Regions from separate parts of the Arachis hypogaea genome. Here region 2 is linked to region 1. A link is a contact called in public Hi-C data. All regions are on one chromosome and are shown on one strand. The core of a region is the stretch at or near the end of the contact, and the rest is flanking DNA. Distances in the headings are between cores, read along the strand shown.

What was found. A called contact is a pair of places that touch in the nucleus more often than the background predicts.
Region 2: a Hi-C map of leaf shows a contact between it and region 1, with 2.4 times the contacts expected there. The contact joins the enhancer-like site here to the promoter of LOC112709363 in region 1. A contact is called at or near these places in 2 of 8 Hi-C or Micro-C datasets (both in leaf).

The regions. Positions count from the first base shown.
Region 1 is chr1:109,530,674-109,533,373 of arahy.Tifrunner.gnm2.J5K5, forward strand. LOC112709363 reads left to right here and starts at 1,400. Exons shown (of 4, transcript XM_025761265.3): 1 at 1,400-2,693. The coding sequence starts at 2,083.
Region 2 is chr1:109,577,154-109,579,853 of arahy.Tifrunner.gnm2.J5K5, forward strand. LOC112709397 (COBRA-like protein 1) reads right to left here. Exons shown (of 6, transcript XM_025761288.3): 4 at 2,680-2,700; 5 at 2,311-2,588; 6 at 1,318-1,832. The coding sequence ends at 1,540. Among protein-coding and RNA genes, the nearest start is that of LOC112709397, 3.7 kb to the right of the region's middle. Within about 2 kb of position 1,303, at least 2 of the 3 cell types and tissues checked have open chromatin away from gene starts, as enhancers often do.

The DNA.
Region 1 (2,700 bases), core at 150-2,649:
CAACATCCCGAGCAAAAAAAATACACAACATCCCGAGCAAAAAAAATTGATTTTTGATAAAATTAAAACAAAATAATTAAAAGGGTTACTGAAAAAATCAACAATATATATATATATATATATATATATATATATATATATATATATAAGAAGAGAAAGCTGAATAATAGTTGAGGATTGGAGAGCATGATGGGAGAATAAGCAATGCAGTTGGACTAATGTCAGGGTCATAGTGGTGCATGGTGATGCACAGCAAGAAGATGGAAAGATGTAGATGCGAAAAGGGTAGCAGTTTATGTACGTTTGTAAATCACATATAAACTGCGACACCGCTATCGCGGATTATGTGATGCTTTGCTTCGAATTGCGATAGCGGATTACGTGTATTCATAAATAGCGAGATCCTGTCGCGATTTACATAGTTTATAAAAAAAATACATTTTTGTATCTATTTTATAAAATGTGTATTCTGATAAATTTGGAGGACAATTTATTTATTATGGTAAATTGTCTAAAAATAATAATATTTATTAATTATGTAACATTATTCAACACAAAATAGTATAAGTAGCCTGTAAGAGTCTTGATTACAATAAAGTGAATTTTACGGTGACTATAATTTATTTTTTATAGCAAATTTTAATCTTTTATAATAAATTAGACAAACATTCTTAAATACTATAATAATCACCTTATAATAATACCAAAATTGATCACTTTAATCTTCAAGGCAGTCTCACTAGATCTTATAAATAGATAATAATTGTGCTTTTGTTTTAGATAAAATATACTTTTTTCTTAGTCTTTTTGAAATTTTTATAGTTATATCTAATATTTAATTTGATTGAATTTTATATTTAACTAAGATGCATATTTTTATCTGCAATTTTAAAATTGTTGTCTTCTTATTTAATCCGATTACCAATTATAACTTTAACCCAAACTCATGAGAGTAATTTTGGTCAATCACTTTTCTTTACCACTTACCCCCAACTTTCACCATCTTTTTTTCCATTCAAACACCTTAAAAAAAGATACGAATAATTAAAAAATTGATTATTGGCTTTAAAATATATTAATATTAATGATAAAATTAAAATTTATTTTAAATATTGAGTATAAAATCAAATCAAACTAAATATTAGATTAATGTAAAAAAAATTAAAAATATTAAAAAACCCATATTTTATCATTATTTTTTTGTTTTGTTTAAGAGCAACACTTGAATTTGAATAATCATCAGATTGGATGATTAAAGTGAGTGAGTGGAAATGTGGAATACAATCAATATACATAAACCTTATCATTTTGAAAATAAATTTGGGATTAATAATAAGTTGGTGTGATGATAAGAGTAATTTCCAAAACAAAAGTAGAAATTAAAGAATTTGGAAGAGCTGTCCATTCATGTTGTCTCTCTCCAAAAATAGCAACACAAACACCCACTCTTACTGTTTGGGACCCTTTCAAAACAAGTACACTCTTCTCTCTCTCTCTCTCTCTCTCTCTCTCTCTCTCATCATTCAGGTAAGTAGCTGTTTCCCCTTTCCCTCACTTACTCAAATGCTTTTTTCCTCTTTCTGTATAATTCCATGGACTCACTCTGTTTTTGCCTCCTTCAGACTCCTCTATCTTCTGCTTAACCTTGCATACTTCTTGCTACCCTTTACCTTGTTCCTCTATTTGACTTTTCTTGACTTGGTTTTTCACTTCTTTGAGGTTTTTTTTTTTATTTCTAAAAGTTTTTATTTTTGTTTTCAATGAATCAAAGAGCTCAAAGAAAGGTTTTTTAGCTTCAGGTAGAGTAATTTTGTGAACTTTTTCTGTCTTTCTTTAGTGGGCACTTGTTACTTTTTTGCAAGACTCTTCAGTGGTTCCTCCCTCAAAGCTGCTTTTTCAGCTTCTAAGGGTTATTATTGCAGCAACGAAATTCAAGCTGAGTTTTCCATTTTCTTTTTTCTCTACACGACACACTGTAGTAGTAGCAGTAGCACACTGTTTCTGTTTCCATTGAAGGTGGATTGTTTGCTGTGGTGTGGTGTTTGTTCTCTTTTATACTCTTGATTGATTCTGTCGCATGCAATGGAATCTTCTTGGGATTATGTTACTGAAGAAGAAAAGGGGTATGTCTCCAACGATGCACTTTCTGCTGCACCTCCTCCTCCTCCTAGTACCCTTTTGAGAAGCAAAAGTTCCTTCCTTGGATGGGAACTGAAAACCCCATGTTCTAGCTTTGACAATCAATGTTTTGAAGAACTTGGTTTCCCTGAACTGTTGGGGAAACCATTGTTTAATGATCTAATTGGAGGTAGTGGACATGGTGGAAGAATCACAAGTAGTAGTAATAGTACTATTACAACTACTACTACTGTTGTGGACTCCAGTAGTGGCCGTGATTCCCTCATTGATTTGAAGCTTGGAAGATTTGCTGATCATGCTGATGTTAATGTTGCATCATTTTCCAAAGGAGCACCTGTTTTGTGTTCTTCTGTGTCGTCCACGGCCCCGAAGAGACCGCGAGGCTCTTTGGGTTTGCACTCGCAGACTTCTTACTGCCAAGTCTATGGCTGTAACAAGGATCTCAGCTCCTCTAAAGATTACCACAAGAGACACAAAGTTTGTGAGGTTCATTCCAAGACTGCCGTAGTTATAGTCAATGGCATTGAGCAAAGGTTTTGTCAGCAATGTAGTAGGTTGGTC
Region 2 (2,700 bases), core at 53-2,552, 46 kb after region 1:
TTTCAGCCATTCTAGATCCTTCATAAATTGAGTTAATACTATCATCATTGTTGATTAATGATCCCACATCTAATATTTTTATTTTGTTTGACACAGCGAAGAGCTTGTGGTAATAGGAACAACCAAAGCTAGTAGAAAAGACTTTGATAATTTTGTACCGCATTATGAAAAGGGAAATATAGAGTTAAGCCCCACTTTGATTCTTGAGATTAGCGAGTTGTACTGATTTAGTCCTTGACTTTTCAATTGCTACAATTTGGTTCCCCAGATTAAAAAAAGTGAGTCCATCAATGTAGTCATTCGTGTATTTTCTATAACCAGAATTCAACGTTGTTAGTGACGTAACTCAAGTCTTGCCACACCAAACATATTAAAACGACGTCATACGCGTTTTGATGCTCAAGAAGACATTAAACGACGTCGTTGAAGGTTATGACAAGGAATTTGGTTATGACAAGATTGTTCAAACTCTCAAACGACATAGTTTAACGCCTTCTTTAGCGTCAAAACACGTACGGCATCGTTTTAATATGTCTAGCGTGGCAAGGCTTGAGTTACGCCACTAACGACGACGAGTTTTGGCGACGAAAAGTGCACAAGAGACTACATTGATTTGATTATAGGGGATCAAATTGTAGCAATTAAAAAATTAAGGACTAAATTAGTACAATTCACCAATCTCAGAGATTAAAGTGGGGCTTAATTCTTCTTATTAAGAGATTCTATCATTAAATATAAATGATCATATTATTATTTTGACTCATGATTGTATTAGGAATAAGATTATCAATAGAGGTTCTATATTATTTTTAATTGTTCATGATGTTGATGAAAATATAAATGATGAATAATAAAATAAAGAGTAAATTTTAAAATAAAATAATATTTGAAAGGTTAATTCATAAATAATATTTAAAAAAATTATTTAATAATTATTAAAAAATTTTAAAAAATATTTTATTATTAAGACTATTTAATAGTCCAAATATTGTTAGACTATCTAATCTTTTGCCTACTTTCATATGGTTAGGTAACAAATTTGCTATTTTTGATATTGAAACGGATCCTAACTCCAAAAAATAACAAACGGCTAGATATAAATTAAGATGAATACTCACATGTAATTGTCTAAAATAATTGAAAATAATTAAATATTTTAATATATTTAACTAAATTACCATTTAAAAATTTTTCAACTATCAACTTTGTGAAAAGATACTTATAAGTTTCCACATAAATTAGATACCATATATCAGTTTCTATGGCCCAAGTATCCGAAAACAAAGATATCAAGCCCAATCCCTATAGCAGAACCCGTTTGAGGTAAATAGGTTTACTGATTAGCATACGTAGATACATGTTAACATAAATAATAAGCATTCTTCAAAAACAATAATAATAATAAGCAGCGCAGAAGCTATAATAATAAATAAGCAAACATAGGTGCAGCTAGCACAAAACTCTACCCCCCAAGTAAAAATAACTGCACAAAATTCTTGTGGCAATCACTATGGCTATGCACCTATCTCACCATCACCATTAACATGTAAATGATAAGACAAGAAAAGAAGCCAGAATCCGAGTGAGAGAACTTAGCAAAGAGAGAACTAGTGTTGAACTTGCATTTGGTAGCCAAGGATATGCATCTGGAGGTGGCATGACACAGTTGTCTCCATTGAAATAGATCCTTCTTGGGAATGCCCATCCTTTATCAAATGTGAAGCTTGATTTGTCTTTCCTAAATAACAGTTCTGATTGCACATTCCCAACTGCTCCAGCTGAAACCAACAAATCATTGTAGAACTTCACACCCCACAGCATACCTGTATCATCTGCAAAACCCATACATAATCCTAAAATAATTATCATATAATAATTGGTATATATATATATATATATATATGTATATATACATTTTCTTCATAAGATCATGTAGGAACTATGTTGCATAGGTACACATATGGTATCAATACTAAGTACAAATACAATTACAGAACAAGTTAGAAGTATTAGTTTGTTTCATTCAGAAGTAACTTAAATAGTTTAGCCACAAGAATTTATGTTTTCTAAGAAGTATTGGTATTTAGGTAAGGATTCTTTATTATTGTTAGAATATCTTTAGGATATTATATATTAATATAATATCTAAGTATATCTCGTATTGATTTTATATTTATTTAGTTTGACATTCGAACATCGTTTGAATATACCCTAACAAGTACAGGACAAGCACCAAGAAAGAACCCGATACAAGTTCGAGAAACCATCTAGGAGATTAGGACTATGATCATGTAAGATAGAAAAACTTACTTAAGCCCTCATAAGGTGTCAGTGGCTTGTAATTAAAGCTGAAAACCTGTGTCACATTGTCAAAATTGGGATGCTGAACAACAAGGTTCCATTGTGAATAGTTCATTCTGTAATTGAAATTTGTGACTGTGATCTTGATCCTCCAGTACTCTTTGTATTGGAGCTTGACGTGCCAGTGCACTCGAATCGGACACATATGGCTTGTACACTGAACTAGAGGTGGATTTAAAGCTCTGCTTGGTGGTGAAACGACTGAAGCTAAATGTGGAGACTTTGGACTGCGAAAACAAATTGTAAAGGATACATCAAAAGAAGAAAGTCTAAAGATTTTCATTTCATTTAAACCAATAAAGGTAAGTAAGAACTTACTCTACACAGCTTCCAGGTTCT